Linked DNA regions of Gossypium hirsutum: region 1 is linked to region 2. The links are chromatin contacts, called in public Hi-C maps. All regions are on one chromosome and are shown on one strand. Each heading gives the region's core, a stretch centred on a gene start, on an enhancer-like site or on the middle of the called end of the contact. The rest is flanking DNA. Distances are from core to core; before and after follow the strand shown.

Evidence for each region. Hi-C and Micro-C count contacts between places; a contact is called where the count stands out from the background.
Region 1: a contact with region 2 is called in a Hi-C map of hypocotyl, with 1.7 times the contacts expected there. The contact joins the enhancer-like site here to the promoter of LOC121204493 in region 2. A contact is called at or near these places in 8 of 34 Hi-C or Micro-C datasets (anther, callus, hypocotyl and 2 more).

The regions. Positions count from the first base shown.
Region 1 is chrA08:106,321,017-106,327,013 of Gossypium_hirsutum_v2.1, forward strand. It overlaps the pseudogene LOC107929640. Among protein-coding and RNA genes, the nearest start is that of LOC121205254, 12 kb to the right of the region's middle. Within about 2 kb of position 4,370, at least 3 of the 9 cell types and tissues checked have an H3K27ac peak or open chromatin away from gene starts, as enhancers often do. A contact at or near this core is called in hypocotyl, where this site is marked.
Region 2 is chrA08:106,183,498-106,189,643 of Gossypium_hirsutum_v2.1, forward strand. It overlaps LOC121204493 (autophagy-related protein 3), which reads right to left and starts at 2,252. Exons shown (of 10, transcript XM_041074344.1): 1 at 1,900-2,252; 2 at 1,626-1,696; 3 at 1,396-1,512; 4 at 1,150-1,313; 5 at 747-832; 6 at 594-645; 7 at 430-495; 8 at 176-303. The coding sequence starts at 2,060.

The DNA.
Region 1 (5,997 bases), core at 3,120-5,619, 140 kb after region 2:
ATTTAAAAATATTTATAATTGTTTACAAATCTAATGATATCCATTTTTAATGTATTTATTTTTTAATTAGTGAAATTCTTATAACCTATTTATTAAAAAGTTATATATCCAAATAACATTTTAAATGATGAAACTTAAAACTCTCATTCAAAGGCAGTCAAAAAATAATTGTTAACCTAATTTAAACACTTGTTTCATATTTAATTATGAGTCTTTTATTTAATACCATTTTGTTAAAAGGTAGTGTAGCACTGAGTTTGTTTTAATTTAGATGAAGATGAAAATGATTAGCTGTTAAAAAATTGCACATTGCCTAGATTTGACAGACAATTAATGAAACCGTAACGCTCAAATTGTCCCTACATGTGCATGCCACTTAAAAGAGGTGAAAATAGGAGCTTTTACTGGATCATAACTGTCACTGATGAAGCTTTTTGTTTTTTTCCTTATTCCCAACAACTCAATTAAAATTAGAAACTTACCTCCAATTATTGTGTTTAAGATTCTCATCAACAACATTTTCAGTGTCGCTTTCGAATCAGTAATTTACACTAATTAGAAACCAAAACATTTGCTAAAATGATCCTTACGTTTCCATTCTTAATAATTTACTTATTGTTTTATTCTTATATTTATTATTTATTTTTTGGGATGACTGAATTTAAAAGTTGAAGTTGGATGTTTGAGAATTTTATAAGAAGAGTTTTTGCTCTAAAACACTCTCCAATACTTAAATATGTGAGTAGCTAAAAAAAATAATTTAAAAATGAAGAATAAGATGAAAATAGAGGAATAAGCTGAAGTTGAGTTATCCTTTGGTTCGTTAGGGATTAGCTATTCTTTTTTTTTTTTCTTTTTGTCTTTGATCGGGGTATTTAAATCAAGGAATATTAGAGAAGTTGTAACATGTTCTGCAAGACTCTCTATTGGCCAAACAATAGAAGCAAGATTAAAAGGGTGGTCTCTCATTTTTTATATATTTAATTTTTATCTTTTTATTATATCTACTTGTTTTCTTATCAATTATAAAAAGGCTAAAATATGCTTTTAAGTCATTATAATTTTTATATATGTTAAATTTAGTCTATCAACTTTTATTCACTTTTTTTTTAATTTTAAAAATTAAGTTCAATTATTAACATCGTTGACATTTTATGTTAAATTCGATAGGGTAATATTTTTATTTAAAAAGATTAAATTCTAAGACTAAATATCAAATATAAAAATATGAGATAATTAAATATTATCTTAATTCCATTAAAAAATGATTAATATTAAAAATTCTTCCTCGGTAGTCGTAAGATTCCTAGCAGATTAAACTTCTTTTTTGTTCATAACTGATTATCTTGTTTATTCTTGTCTTCTAGTTCCTTACGTATTATTTTGTTTTGAAGGATTACAAGTTGTAGTGACATATACAATCAAGGAAAATGGAAACCCAATTCCCAATAATTCTTCCTAAAGACAAAAAAAAAAAAAAATTAACCCAAATGATTAGGTACTTGGTGGGTCTATTAATTTATGACTTGGTTTACCATACACTTCGTCTGTTGTGAAACCCGTGGCCAATGCCAACGCTAATTTTGTAATAATATATATAAAGGGCCGATGTCATTTTCCACTAAGCATATTATTGCCAAATTAATAAAATGGAGGGCTTTTTTTTGAACTTTAGTTAGATTAGATTATGCTGTCGAGTTAATCACAACTTGGGAATCTCTCCCTTTGGTCCCTTTTCCTGGACAAATAATGGTAACAAAACACTAATTCCCGATTAAAAAAAAAAAACTTTTTTTATCTAAAGAGCATTTACCAACAATAAATGGTTTCAAAACTGGACTTTATAGTCAATTGAATCGAAAGTTCCATTGCAAAATAGAGGAGACAAAGCTGCATGGATTCTCATCCTAGCTAGCTTTAAAGTTGATTGCAGTAAAGTTCGAAAAAGTATAATTTCTCGTTTTTGCTAAACAAATAATACCAGAAAACAAAAGAAAAGTGGCGTTGAAGAATTACACTCGCAATGAATAACTCGCCCTTATATTAATATTTTACGGTGGAGATTTCATTTTTAATTATCCCAATGGATTAAAGTGGAAAAGAAACCACGAGATTCACGATTCAAGAGCCAGCTTTCCTTGTGATGAAGGAAATGCATTGGAATATTATTTGTATGAGAGGAGATGAATAATTTTCAAAGTTAGAGGGTATTGACCATGAAAAAGATTACACGTAGTGAAATGATATGTGTGTTTGCTAGTAGTAATCCCAGGAGAACGGCTCCTCGATCCGGAACCCAGCATCGACTGCACATATTTGCCATGCCGATGAAGAATAAGAGCAGAATCCATCGTTTCGGTCCGCAGTATCGATAATTAGATCGGGCAGATCGAACAAGGTGTCGTCGTCATCAATGGAGGGTGAACTTGATGATTCTTGTGTATTGTGAAGTTCTTCATGGCTTACTCCAGCTTCGTTCTCGACGTTGCATTGCCTTGTGTCGAGGAATGTCGAGGCAGCCGCTTGAGAAGCCGCTGCTTGGATGTCTTTGGGAGACGTAGTAGCAGGGCGTGGGAGTTGCTTTGCGATTTCAGGGAAATTAAGGTAAGCCGAGGGACCTTTAATGGCAAGTGCCGCTACATCATGAGCTCGAGCAGCCATTTCAGCTGTGGGGTATGTTCCGAGCCATATTCTCGATTTCTTCCTCGGTTCTCGAATTTCAGACACCCATTTGCCCCAACTTCGCATACGCACTCCTCGGAACGTCCCATGCTTACTATCGTTATTACCACAAGTACTCCTTTGTCTCTTCTTGTTCTCATTATCATCATTCTCCATATCTCCACCTTTCTTCAATCTTTTTCAGCTACACCGTTTGGATGACAACCCGAAGTCGAGGAGGAAGAACAAGTGGAAGATGTGGGAGTGGCGGTGTAAGAGACGATGGAATAAGAGCTAAGCAAGTCGTTATGACAATGAGAAGCATCATTCTCGATGTTGATATCTCTTCCAAATTCCATGACAGATTACAGGCCTAGTTGCAAGTAAAGAAAGAATATATCAAAATGAATGGCATATACATAGTGGTCTAGAGGGGATTATATGCTGCCTAATTCCATGAATTCTGGTCTTTAAAAAAAACATAATCATGTAAGGAAAGAAAGAAATAAAGAAGACTGGGGTCCATGGCATATATATATATAAAAGCCATTACAGTTCATCTAATTTGTTTCCCATGTGGAAAATTAAATAAAATGTACTGGAATTGGAGATGATCTTGGTTGTACTGTCAATTTTTACCTCTAGTGAAAATTCAGGCTTTGCATTCCGGGTATCTCTACCTAATGGTATGTTGATTATAACAATTCTCTACTTTTTCCCATATGCAGAAAAACACTTTGAAAAACCAGTTTTGGTCTTTAACCGATCATATATACACCCATACACTGTTTTTCACATGAACCTCGTTTCAAATACCCCACTCACAGTCCATTGAATTTCACATGCATGTTTTCTTCTCCTTTCTTTTTCCTGTTCTTTGATGGAACTGGTTCGATCAAAGAAAAGAAAAAACATAAATTAATTGTCATCTTCCAAGCTCTAATCATGTCGCATATAAACCTGATAGGATTCTCACCAGTTTCATACATCACCTATCAATTCATTTGTTTATTTTCAAAGGGCCACTTGTGTTTTCATCTCCGTTCATTGAACACCCTTAATTGGATTAATAAAATAAAATTAGCCAATGGAAGATCTTGCAATATATATACTTAACAGCAATGAACAGATTGACCAACAGATTGCAAAGCAGCCATAGAAAGTAAACACGTGGGTTGTTTTTATAAAGGAATAGGACATCTGATCTAAAGCAAACTAACACATATGAAGAGTGCTTAACAAATCCCAAATTTTCTTTATTTATTTCTGTAATCTTTAATTAAACTCACTAATCATTATTAGAAGAAGGTATTAAGGGAGAGGGGATATGACAAAAGCAAGAACGGGGGATACGCTTTTTCATTGGTTACTGTTCATCACGATGGAACACATGAGGCCACATGCCTGTGGGGTCCTCATTCTAAGCATGCCCTCTCTCATTCCCAGATTTTCTTTTTAGCTAACTACTCTATTGAAATTTTCCCATTTTCTTTTTTAACTTTCTGTTGCGAGAGAAAAATAACGATCTAGCAGTGAAGATGAAGAAAGGGAGAAAATACAGGGAGAAAGGAGGAAGAGAGAATGAGAAATTTGTTTTCCAATTTCATAACCATATTTCAGCCTTTGCTTCTGCTTTTTAGTGTGAGTAATGGACCCCAAAAACCACCTGGCAACTAACAGTCTAGGTGTCCCCAAAACGAATAGTTTCATTAAATGACTAGTGTGAGTAATGCTTTTTAGTGTGAGTAATGCTTTTTAATGACGTGACCCTGTCTTATTACAATTAAAACAAAGATAAAACACAACATTTTTACATAACAATTAAACTAACTAAAATAATAGAAATTCAAACATTTGCAGTAACTTGCTATTGTCTCAAACACCATTACTTTCTTCTTTCCATAACAAGTAGTTCCTCCGTAGAGTTGATTCTTATCCTCAAGGATCAAAAGTATGGTACTATTGCTGGAAAGTACTCCAAGTTTCCTAGGTAGAGTCTTTTGGATATGTGTCTGCCCATTCCACAAGCACCTCACTAGTAGCTTGATTGCCCCTCTTAGTCATCCTTCTCTCAAAAGTTCTGACTGGCTCCTTCAAAATAGAACCACCTGAACCTACAAGAGGTAAGTTACGATTACTAGTTGCGAAACCAATATGTTTCTTCAATTGGGAAACATGAAAAATTGAGTGAATTTGAGCTCCCACAGGTAACATTAATTTTTAGGCTACCTTTCCAACCTTGGCCTCCACAGGGTAAGGACCAAAATACTTTGGTGAAAGTTTTTGGTTCCTTAATTTTTGTAGAGAATGTTGTCTATAAGGCTAAAGCCTCAAATACACTAGATCTCCCACATTAAATTGTCGATCCGATCTTTTCTTGTCTGCCATCTGCTTCATCCTCTATTGTGCCCTTTTTAAATAAAACTTGAGCAACCTTCTCAATGTCTAAGGCTTCTGTCAATCTTTTCTACCTGCAAAGATCCAGCCAAATAAGGCAAATGAATAGGGGGTACTTGACCATACATGACCTTATATAGCGTGGAACTGATTGCTGAATGAAATGTGGTGTTATACCACCATTCTGCTAAAGGCAACCAGTTGGCCTAGTCAAAAGGTTTCTCTCCTGTCATGCATCTAAGATATCCTTCTAAGCACTTGTTCAGAATTTCTATTTGACCATTTTTCTGTGGATTGTATGCTGTTGACAAGGGTAGTTTAGTACCAAGATGTTTGAAGAGTTGTTGCCAAAAATAACTAACAAAAACCTTGTCTCTATCTGAAACAATAGACTTAGGGGCCCCATACAACTTCTATACCTAATCCAAATAAGCCTGAGCCACGGTGGTAGCAGTGTGGGGATGTGTCAAGGCAATGAAGTGATCATATTTGGTCAATTTGTCCACTATCACCAAGATGGTGGTCTTGCCTTTGGACAAGGGTAAACCCTTCACAAAATTCATGCTGATGGTAGCCCATGCCCTATTAGTAATAGGCAATGGTTGTAGTAAGCCAAGATAAGCAACAATGTCACTTTTGCATTTTTGGCAGATGGAATACGCTTGTACCCATGTTTTCATATCTATAGAAAGAACCTTCCAATAAGCGAACCCTGTTATTCATTGTCTAGTGGCATGTATTCCTGAATGGTCACCAATCGCCTTTTCATAAAAAAAGATGAAAGATGGCCTTTCTCAATTCCAGCTGGTTTCCTACAACTGTTTTCCCCTTCCTTCTAAGAACTTTACCGTCCTAAGAGTACTTAGGGTGTGAGTGAGGTTGGTCTTGTAAGTCCTTACACAATTACTGTAATTTATAGTCTTGCCAACTGACATCTAA
Region 2 (6,146 bases), core at 1,002-3,501:
GTAGAATACCCAAAAGTAAATGTATACTGCATCTTTAAGAGGGTAAGAGAAGAATATTATGATTGTAATTGTAAAGGAAAATTGTGCCAAAAAGTTATCACACCGCACACATGTTTTCTCAAAGGTGAAAGGGTCAATTCCAAGCAATTTAGCAGTGAGGGGTCAAAAGTTTTACTTATCAACTTCAGGTTCTACTCCACGTGACATAAGCACATCAATGATCTTTTTCATGACAGCCCCATGTCTGCATGGATGTACGGATGCATGCTTCCCAGGTAAGTGAGGATGGTCCTCAATAGTAACCTATACCAGTAAATTAGCATAGAGTAAAAAACATCTTCCAAATTCCTAATGAGCAAACTAAAATCTGTACTCCTACCACTTAAGGAAGAATGAGAGATATAATTTGAATTAGTAAATACAGCCTACCGTTTTGTGTGCATGATCCTGACTAACATCCTCCAGAACAAGCTCTGGTTGTAAGAGCATCCTTGACTATAAACAAATTCAGATGAGGACAACATTTGCAGCCATATCAATCAGTTCAATATTTGAATACACAGCTGTAAAAACAAGGATTCTCAAATACCTACCTCATCATACCCAGTAAGCCACACACGAGGAGTCTGATAGTATTTATCATACCTACAAATTTGATAATGTTTGTCAAGTTTGAGATTTCACAAGAAAATACATAGCCTGAAAATGAATCCTAAGCATGTTGGCAGGCACCAGAATTGTCTTACGTGATGCTGACATCATAGGTTCGGGTCCGTAAAATATTGTCATTATCAGGCTCTTGAGCAACAAGATATGTCGGTTGTAAAGTAGCCTGCATTGATCAGAGACATATCAGATAAGTACACAGACATTTGAACCTCTAAAAGGGAAAGAGAAATTAGAATCTATATCCTTGAGGAGAGGTTGTTAAGCATAAACCTATATCCTTGCACCTTATCACAACATAAATCCCCCCCCCCCCCTTCAAAGGTATTAACCAAGATATGTAATATTAAGATAATGCAGGACATTGGTTGATAAGCTTAGAACTCTGATAAAAGGCTAATCTAAATCAACTGGTTACAAAAAGAAAAAGTTACTCGGCTAGTTTTTGAATCTCAGAAATCATATAAGTTTCTCAGCACTTACCGCATCAGTCTCAACAAGATTGTCAGCTTCTTCATAATCAGCCATGTCGGGTATATCTTCTTCGTCTTCACCAACCCCAAAATAAGAAGGTATTGATCTTACAGCATTCTGCCTTATTTCTAGAGTCTCCATTGAAGGCAGGTTTTCCTCCACATCACTTTTATCTGTCAGGAAGATTAGCCGTGTGAAGTCCACAAATTCATCCTAGAATCAACACAAGCACAACCTCAAGGAAGAAGATAATACCTTTGGGTTTACCATGAGTTGCCAACCAACCATCATTGTCTTCATTATCAAGAAGAACCTCTCCTCCTGCAGCTTCATATTCTTCTTCCACTGACGCAGCCCTCCTTAGGCAGGGCACTAACCACAAAATCACCAAATAAAATTACTAGTACTAATCAGATATGCAGTTCAAAGGAAAATCAATTGAAACAACAAGAAAAGAAAATTAAGTGAGATCGTGGTCAATTTACCATTTCTAGTAATCAAGTATTGCTTTTCGGTCGGTAAATAGGACTTCCTCTTGCTTGGCTCTCCAGATTCCCTAGTATTCATAACAATTCACTGAGTTAAATTGTTATACCATGAATTATGAAGCTATACGACAAATTTTCCCCAAAACTATTAATCCATTAATGTCGATGTATAATATGAAAATATAAAAGGATTCATATAATTCCAAAACTACTAAAGCAAGTTACAAACAAAGAACCAAAGATACATATGTTGATAGTATGGTGAAGATACCAAGACCAGGTAGGGCATTTGGATACGAGATTATCACCGGCCAGGATGAACTCGGAGACGCTTAAAACTCCTTTCTCTTTAAAAGCAGAGACGGTTCGAGGCCCTGTTATTCTTTCCACAGTTCCTTTGAATGCCTCATGAATCCTCTGAGAAAGTACCATATTTTTTCCGAATTTCTTGATTCAATTTAATGTACGATCAAAGGAGAGAGGATATAATCAAAACCCTAGCGATTCAATCGAAGTCGAAGGTTGAAATCCTAGAGATCCCGTACGGACGAGGTAGAGAGAGAAAGGGATCGTCGAATGCGCTTGCGTTGTGGTGTTGTGTTGCGTAGGAGAAAATAATAGCGTGTGGCGTATGAGTTCTATCATCCGTGAGCCCATTGGACATCGTAAACCCGATGGTCTGGCACGGACGGCTGTGATTGGTTAGTCGCATGTGTAGGTTACGCCCCTCAATTAATACTTGGGTAAATTTCGCATTTAATCAGCTAACTCTTGTAAGTTTTCATTTGGTCACTGAAAATAAGAAAAATTCAAATCTAGCACTGCCTTAGATGGTTGGTTCTAGCCACTCACCCTTAATTTGGCTAACGGGGATGTTTCTATACTTTAGTTTCTCAATTTTAATAAAATTTTATTTTGGTCAAAAATATTTCAATTTAGAATTAAAATATTTCATTTTGGTGAGTAATATTCTTTGCAAAAATCCAGGTTTTCTCTCATAAAAATGAAGGTAATTTCTCGCAAAAATGTAAGTTTTTCTTTTTTTACTAGACTAAACTAAACTTAAATTTAAAAATGGAAAAAGTAAAAGAAATTAAAATGAAAAAAAATTGGTTTTTCCTATAAAACCCTAAACTTTTCTCAATAAAAATCTAAATTTTAACTTTTCTCAATAAAAATCTAAATTTTCTTTTCACTACAGAAAAATTAAAATTAATTCAAAAATTAAAAAATAAAGGAAATTAAAAAGATAAAATGGTTTTTACCTATAAAAAGTCAATTTTTCTTTTTTGTAAAAATCCAAGTTTTCTCCTATGAAAACCCAATAATTCAAGAAATCGTTTTATAGATCCTTCCCACCACATTATTCATGGTCTTTTTTCAATTATTTAATGATATTTCAACACTTTTTTCATGTCATTAACACATAATTTTTATAATTTTTTTTACCCTGAACCCCAAACCCCGAACCTTGAACCTCAAACCTTGACTTTTTTACCCATATATTGTAAAAAAATAAAAATTTCGAAAATGGTATCCCAAACCCATTAATTACGGGTATGGGTTGTTTTAGGTGGTGGAGGGTGGTACAGAGGCAACCCCACCAATTTTTTCTGACACCGACAGATTTCTGTTTAATTTTTTTTAAAACAATTTTATATTAGGTGGTACCTTGTTGATTGGCGGCATCAAAAGGCATATCTTATACGGGTCATATAGGGTGTCAGTTTGGTGGTGCCATATTGGCAGGTGACACTAGTGGTGCCCAAATCAAAGGCGACACCCATTTTGAATATTGCTAGACATTAGGCAACAAAGAACACATCTCGAGCATTAACAAGAAACTTAACGAAAAAAAACTCAAACATTGAACGGATGCACGCACAAGCACACCAAAAAAGAAAACTTGTGTATGGTCTAATATGCATAAAAAGTTTTATGTTTGGTTGGTCTCTGGGATATTGTAAGTTCATTACAGCAAAGAGGAGAATCATTAAGTTTTAATGGAAAAGCAATGTATAGGCATGATGATGATTCACTTAACTAAAATCACGACAAAGGCAAGCGCACCTATCGAATAATAGTATAGCTATGGTGAGTCGGGAATATTGTATCCACGAGGACTAAAAGTACTATTACTTACTATCTTTCTATTATCTAGCCGGTAAATTGAAGAAGTTTATTTTTAATCTAAAATTATCTAAACTAATTATTAAGAATTCGACAGAGAATAAAGTAAGAAAATAATTGAATAAACCAATGAGAGAGACAATACCCAGGAAAGAATCCACCTTGACTTCACTTATTATTCTGAATATGAATTAATGATTTATTCACTTACCTTGATCTGTAGAAATCCATAAATTATATTAATATCTCTTTCGAGAGTAAAAATAACTGACTCTAGGTTGATTAATTGAAATCTCCTTCTAATTAAAACTCTTATTGTCGCATTAACTCGATCTATGGATTCCCCTATTAGATTTGACTCTAATCCGGTAGATTTATGTCGTCCTATTTCTAGGATTGCATGCAACTCCACTCAATTATGCCAGATATACTTTTAAACAGGGACTTTTGCTCCACTGAGTTAAGCACATCAATCATGAATTAATATCCTGAAAACATTAAAACATGGAATAAGTAAATATAATTGAGATAAAGAAATCAAGTATTTATCATGTAATTTAGAAAATTAAATAATAAGATCCATCATAGGTTTCATCTTTTCTAGGTATCTAGGGAATTTAGTTCATACTTTGGGAGGAAAACATCTCAAAATTAGGAAAATAACAAAACATAAAGAAACCCAAAAACTTCTAGAAAAGTTGACTGGAGATTTTCGATCTTGAAGGAGATCTTACTTCTAAGTTGATTCCGATAGCGTTCTTCGAGTAATTTCTTCGTTCTTCTCTACGTGCTCCCTTTTAATCCTCTTCTAATATGTATTTATAAACTTTAGAATGCTCAGAAACCCTAAAAATAAGGTTTTTTCGCATAAAAGAGAAGCAAGGTTCGAAATCGACACCGGCTGGCACATGGGCGTGTAGCCAGCCTGTGTGGCTTACATGGGCATGTGGCCAGTCCGTGTGGATCCTAGAAACAACTCTTTTTGCCCAATTTTGGCTCATTTTTCGCTCCTTTCACTCCTCTATGCCCACCTAAGTATAGAAACTTGAATTTAAAGGATTAGGAGCATCAAATTCACTAATTCACATAATAAATCATCCAAAAACACTTCAAGAATTGGATTAAAAACATGTTACTCTTATGGCTTATCAAGGCACCGTTTGGTGCTGCCTCTGACATGGGCACTACTAATGCCGCTTGTTAATATGGCACCACTAAATTGACATCATATATGACTCGTATAAAACATACCTTTTGGTGTCGCCAATTAATAAGGCACCACCCAATATAAAATTATTTTTAATTTTTTTATAATAGAAATTGTTGGAGTCAGAAAAAATGGGTGGTGTCGCCTCTGCACCACCCTTCACCACTTAAAACAACCCATTCCAGTATTTAATGGGTTTGGGATACCATTTTTGAAAATTTTATTTTATATTACAATATATAGGTAAAAAAGCCTCAAACCCTAAATCTTGAACCTTGTTTAGGGTTTATGGGTTTGGGTAAAAAAATTACCAAAATTATGTGTCAATGACATGGAAAAAATTATTGAAATTTCATTAAATAATTGGAAAGGGACCATCGATGATGTGGTGGGAAGGGTCCATAAAATAGTTTCTCGAATTATTGGGTTGTAATTATAAAACTGTACTGTGACTTGACAATAGATTCATTTTCTAAATAAAACTTCACATATGTATGTATTAAGGTAGGTAGTATTGTACTAGTGAACATATCATTTTTTTACTAGTACTGGAACATATTGGTACCGGTCTGTTTTGATGTTATAACACCCCAAAATAGGGCCTAAGAGTTTTAGGGGTATTTTAGGAATTCTAGCCTTAGAGTGTTCAAAATTTTGTGACATGGTATATCGATAATATTTTCGATTATGGTTTTTAGAAAATCAAATCAATTTGTGAAAATGTGTTTAGAAACTTATAATTTTAGAAAAATGATTGATTTGTAACAAGGTCAAAATTTAGAGCGTTTATGTTGCAGTTTGAGCAAATTTTAAAATGAAACCTAATATCATCCCATCTATGGTTTTTTTTTCCACATTAGTTTTCTTCCCATTGCTCTATTTGACATTCCTTGTTCTCCCTTACTCCCCTAATTGATTTTTGATTTCCAAACTATATTACTTTGATTCTTATCCTTCCCAAAGTATTAAATCTTCATAAATCTTCAAGAAAACATCCTAAAATTATATAGATTTCATCATCTTCCTCACGTGTGGGTGTTCTCAAATTTGTTTCAGAAGTCTATTTTTCTTTCATAAAAGGTAACCATTCATCTACCCATTAGTTTTTAATGTTAATTAGTCTTTGAAACTAAATTTTTAATCGTTAAATTGCATGTTTTGGTTAAAAGTCAAAAATCAGC